2 separate regions of the Mus musculus genome follow, and region 1 is linked to region 2. Evidence: chromatin contacts called from public promoter capture Hi-C data. All regions are on one chromosome and are shown on one strand. The core of a region is the stretch at or near the end of the contact, and the rest is flanking DNA. Distances in the headings are between cores, read along the strand shown. Region 1 holds the start of Hpcal1 (hippocalcin-like 1). Region 2 overlaps Gm36752 (a long non-coding RNA gene).

Region 1 (2,747 bases), core at 123-2,622, 250 kb after region 2:
CTGTAACCCTAGATACCTGTGTGGTGCTGTGCTACAGAAAGGGGCAGACTGACCTCCCGTGGGGTCTTTACTGAGAAGGAAGCGATCATGGCCAGAGAGACCCAAAGGTTAGCCCTCGAAATCAGTCAGGTGGTGCGCTGTTAACTCTCACAGCTGTCATTCCCTTGAGCCCTCTGGGTTTAGTTTTGCCTTTCTGCACCAGAGGCAGGGAGGAGTGGAGAAGGCCCCAGAGCTCCACCTCCGAGCTGCTCTACTACAGGTACCCCTGGCAGCCTCCTGAATAGTAGGAGTTCACTCACATGTTTTTGTGGAGGAGGATTTGAAGGAGGGATTTGAGTTTTTCCCTAGAGACGCCAGAGAGACAGTTTCATCTCTGCACAACAGGCTCGCCCAGCTCCTCATATAAGCTGTTTCTGTGGTTACCTGTCTTCTGGGATATTTGCAGTGGGTGGGCATGGCAGGTGCGATCTGCCAGAGTATGCTGGGAGTCTGAAGGAAGCACCACTGGGACCCACAAGGCCAGATGTCCCTATTATGGGAGATGTCAACCAAGCCCCCGCCTCCTCACCAGGAAACTGAAACCACACTGAATGTCAGGGAGGCAAAGACCCCAAGAAGGATTCTGGATCTCCTCGTTGTCCAGTTTATTGGTGAGGAAACCGAGGCTGAGGGAATCCAAGGGTTTTCTTGGCAAGATGGCTGGATGAGTTAGCAGAAGTAATTACAGCTGGAACGTAGGTCTTCCACCTCCAGGCCAAGCTCTTCTCTTAAACCACGCGCAGGAAAGTGGGTGACAGATGCACACGGGACTGATGTGGAGAGGGAGGAGATCCTTGCAGGCATCCCAGATGGTCCTGGGGAGCCTAGGGCAACTCAAGCCTCTTTTCCACTTCCCTGGCCATTGGGACTGTACTTCCTTCCAAGTACGGCGGGGGCGGGGGCGGGGGCGGGGTGGGTGGGTGCTGGCGTAAGGCCGGCCCTTTTGGGCACCGCCTCTCGGCCTCTCCCCACCCGCAGGCCAGAGGCCAAGGGTTAGGGAGGTGGGGCCAGTGCTCGGCCCCTCCCCTGCTCTCCTTCCCCTTCCACCCCCCCAGAGTCTCCCCGTCCCGAGTCCCAGTGGCCTTAACACCCATCGTATCCTCTGCTGCGCTGAGAATCTGCGAGTGATCAGGGAGCTATATGGACCAGAGTGGGCGCACCGAGGGTCCAGCAGCGGGTGTGGCAAAGGGCGGGGGCGTGACCAGGCTGCGGCTGAGGCGGGGCTAAGACTGGGGGCGTGGTCGAAGCAGGAGGCGGGTCCGTTGGAAACTTGAGTGCCCGCCCTTGCGATGCGCCCCGCCCCGGCCTCCGCCTCCGGGTCCCGCCTTCTCTTCCCTTCCTTCCCGGGCTGGCGGCGGCTGCGGGTGGTGGACCTGCAGAGCGGCCGTCGCCCACACCTCGCTCTCTCCTGGGCCGGCGGATCCTTTTGTCTCTCCGAGCGGCGAAGGTCGCAGAGCAGGCGCGGCGGCTGCGGGAGCGCAAACGCCCGCTCTCTCGGTCACCTCCCCAGCCTCGGCCACCGCAGAACTTGGGCTCGAGAAGCCAGCGGACCGCGTCCAGCTCCAGAGCCGGTAGGAAAGGGGAAACTGCGGGACTGCGGGGTTGCATGGAGGGAGCGTGTGTGACCCGCTCGCTGCGACCCGGCTGTGAGTGAACGGGTGTGTGTGCGCCGGTACTGATGGTGCCTGTTTCTCTGCGTAGTGGGCTTGCAGCTGACCGCGGACGGTGGCGTGGCTCTAGAATGGCGTGTCCTCGTGGGGATCGTTGCGCTCGATGGGATGTGCACTTTTCAGACTACGTTTGTGGAATTGTGTGTCAGGGCACAGTTGCCGGTGGGGATGGGGACTAGTGCTGGCGGGGTCGAGGGGGGAGCCGCTGTGCGCAGAGTGGGGGTGGCGGGGTGGGCGTGGGCGGTCTGCCCGGGCAAGCTGAGCCCCCGGTTGGTGTCGCTCCGCGCAGTGCGTAGCTCAGGAACCTGAGGGTACGACTAGAATCCGATGGGCAAAGTGCCTGCCTGGTGGCAGCGGGCGTTGACACCCCTCACGGGGTGGGGTGGGGGCGGCAGGTCCACAAGGTTCACTTGGATAATTGTGAGCTTTGATGAGGGATGGGGACCCGCTTGGCTGTGTTCAGCTCTGGGACAGTGGGAAAGACCAACCCAGCCCTGGCCTCGCCGTGACCCGCCCTGAGACCTGAGCCTGACTGAGATGGGCCACCTTTTTGAGTCGCAGTTGGCGTCTGTATCAAGTGAGGGCGGCCCCTCAGGGGCTATCTTGACAGTGTGAGAACGTACTACACGTAGTTCTTGACCCAGAGTCTTGCGCACAGTAGGTGCTCTTCATTGGATTCTCATCTCTTTAAATCTTTTTCTGCCTTTATTGAGGATGACGCTCTCATTTCCTCCTATACGGTGGTTTGTGCCTCCTTCCTTGATCTAACTTCACAGCGAAAGCTTGGAGAGATTGAGAAAGTTTAGGCGGCTGGGTGCGTTGCCTTCTCTCCGCACCTTACTGGCTGCTTGACACGGCCTTCGGGTGTGCGGGGAGCTCGCAGCGTAGGGCGCTAGCCCGGAAGGCTCCTGCGCCCCGGCAGCGTTCCGGAAGGCTGCGACTACAGACTCGCGAGCCCTTTTGTTCAACAAGTGCTTGGAGGATGTCGATCTGGAATTAGAGTTGCGTTGAGAAAGTGGCCGGCTCTGTAGACTGGCA
Region 2 (2,789 bases), core at 123-2,622:
GAAAAATTGTGATTTCCCCTCAGGGGTTGGCTTTACAAGTGAAGAGCCATTGCCTTTAATGTAACTAAGCAGAGCTCCCTGTTAAAAGAGGTAAGGAGAGAGGCAGGGAATGTGTGTACCATGAGACTGCTATGGCTTGCACCCACATCTCCTCTGAGTGCCCACAGCCTGGGAGTTCTCAGGGCACATTCAGTGCATAGGGCACCATCCTAGAGTGGTCCACCCCACCCCACCCCTACTCTTTAACATCTTAGCTCCGCTCTTGACAGGCCTAGCTCTTGACTTAACCCTCACTTTAGCCACCCCCAGCAATGGCAGGTTCCCAGAAGAACACTGAGTGCTTGACTCCTGGCCAGGTGATACTAGGTGACCACGGTGATAATGGGCAAAGGCCAGGAGCAGAACATGTATGTCCCCTTCCTGGGGAGCGGAAGCCATCAACCTGCCTGAGTTAGGTGAGGGCTACCAACTATTCAGGCAAGGGTTCCCGGTAACCATGGCGATACCATTGGAAACGCTGCCATGCCATCCTGTGCCCTCACCCGCAGAACCCCAAGGACCGTGATGACCACACACACTCTAGGGCAATGAGCAGGTTTATACCAGGGTTTGCATTTAACTGAGGGGACAGAGGTAGCAGTGGGGTATATCAGAGGAGAAGAGATGGGATGCCCATCTGGATATTATTCTTATCCTTCCTGCCAGGGCCCCAGTCAGGCACATGACATCGGTGGACTTGGAAATATTGATAGAGAATGGAGCTGAGGAAGTGGGACAGTGAGAACGTTCCACAGGGCTTGGGGCAAAAGCTGTTGCTCCTGGTAGGCCTTCAGAGCTAAAGGCGCGTGCAGGGGAATCCCATGGGTGGATCTGTGGGTTTCTAGGCACTTGGGAAAAGAAAGAGGAGGCTGAAGCCCAAGCAAACACAACAGGATCCTCCCGGGGTCTTGATTTCATTGGGAGCAAAGGGAGTGAGCACCCTTTGGGGACTGAGTGGCCTCCAATCTGCTCTATTCTGGTACCGTTTTTAAATTTTAATTAATTAATTAATTGCCCAGAAAGCAAGCTAGGAGACCCCAGGCTTCCTGCCAGCTGCAGCCTTTTCCTGTAGAAGCCCTGGAGGCACTGGGCCCCAGATCTGGAGTGTGGCCGGCTCCTCCCGGATGTATTTGTAGAAGTGCTCGCCAGCACGCCCCATTTGGAAATGTCTTAAGATAGGAAACACAGTTGTCCCCGATGAGCAGGCTAGGTGACAGGGGAGGCTGCAAAACAAAATCATTTCCTCTGAGGATGCCAAGTTGAGGGGGGGAGGTCCTGCCGGTACTGCCTTTGCACATCCTGCAGTAATGACTCAACTTGAATTTCCCTTCTGGCTCTTAAGTGGTTTCCATGCAAAAGGCCAGTGCCCGAAGGAGTCACATCTGCAGGTCCAGGGAGAGCCAGGCAGCAGAGCCAGCCTCCCGCTCCACTGCCATACTCGTCTGTTTGGCACCTGGGCCCAGCTCCACTTCGCACGGTGAATCATGATGAAAACTTGAGAAAGGGTTTATTGGGGTCACTGTTAGGGAAGTCAGTGCATCGTGGAGGGGTACTCCTGAGGCACCAGATCCCATTGCATTTGCAGTCAAGCAGAGAGGTGGACGCTAGCACTCAGCTCTCCTTGTCCTTTGGATTCAGTGCAGGACCCCAGCCAGGGAATAGTGCTGCCCACAGTGTGGGTGCATCTTCCCACCACAACCATCCCATCTAGAAACTCTCTCAGGCATATGCAGAAGTCTCTCTCCTACATTCTAGACTCTCACATTGACAAAATAACCACCATTTGGGGTATGTGTCATACGACCTTTTAAACATTTTTTTAAAAGATTTTTAAAATGTTATATGTATGGGACTGGAGAGATGGCTCAGCACTTAGAGCACTGGCTGCTCTTCCAGAGGACCCAGGTTCTATTATCAGCACCCACATGGCAGCTCACAACTGTCTGTAACTCCAGTTCCAGAGAATCCGACACCATCATGCAGACATAAAGACATATATGCACAAAACCCCAATGCACATGAAATGAAAATAAATCTAAATTTGTGTGTGTGTGTGTGTGTGTGTGTGTGTATGTAAGTATGCATGTGTGCAGGTGCCTGAGGAGGCTAGAAGAGGGTTACTTGCAGTTGTGAGCTGCCCCATGTGGGTAATGAGAACTGAACTTGGGTCCTTCTGGAACACAAGCTCCTTTCACTGCAAAGCCATTGTCTCTAGCCCTTACTTGAACCCTCTTTTAAACATGAAATTCAGTGGCACTAAGTATGTGCCACTGTGTGGCATCTCCACTGTACTCCTCCAAAGCTTCGTTACTGCCCTGCTGACACCCTGTGCCCCTTGACTGCTAATCTGGCCAGCTGCTGTCGACCTTTGCTCTAGTTGCTGACTGTGAAGTTGCCTCATCGCATGGGCTCGTCCAGTCCTGACCTTTTGTGTCTAGCTCATTTCATTTACCATGTGGTGTTCAAGGTTGATCTCCGCGGTAGCATGCTAGCATGCCCCTCTTTCTTGTGACTGAGTAATAATCCTGTTTGCTCGAACACACCACATTCTGCCCATCTGTCCCTTTGTTACTGCAGAGACTGGCTCGATCCCGATCCCTGCTGTTTAGCATGCATTATGCAGCTGTGAACACTGTTCAACTATGTAAGGAGTTACAATGCCCCCCCCATCATTGTAAACAAAGATTTATTTAGTGTGCATGTCTGTGTGTCCATATATAGGTCAGAAGACATCTCCAAGGAGTTGATTC

What was found. Promoter capture Hi-C pulls out the DNA fragments that hold promoters and counts their contacts.
Region 1: a contact with region 2 is called in a promoter capture Hi-C map of liver. The contact joins the promoter of Hpcal1 here to the enhancer-like site in region 2. A contact is called at or near these places in 6 of 39 promoter capture datasets (the HPC-7 cell line, cranial neural crest, embryonic stem cells and 3 more), 1 of 115 datasets of contacts at active chromatin or transcription factors (embryonic stem cells) and 1 of 9 other capture datasets (adipose tissue).

What each region holds. Positions count from the first base shown.
Region 1 is chr12:17,689,437-17,692,183 of GRCm38.p6, forward strand. It overlaps Hpcal1 (hippocalcin-like 1), which reads left to right and starts at 1,373. Exons shown (of 5, transcript NM_001361645.1): 1 at 1,373-1,610.
Region 2 is chr12:17,439,194-17,441,982 of GRCm38.p6, forward strand. The region is part of intron 1 of Gm36752 (a long non-coding RNA gene); the gene reads left to right. Among named protein-coding and RNA genes, the nearest start is that of Gm36752, 4.1 kb to the left of the region's middle. Within about 2 kb of position 1,373, at least 37 of the 459 cell types and tissues checked have an H3K27ac peak or open chromatin away from gene starts, as enhancers often do. A contact at or near this core is called in the HPC-7 cell line and liver, where this site is marked.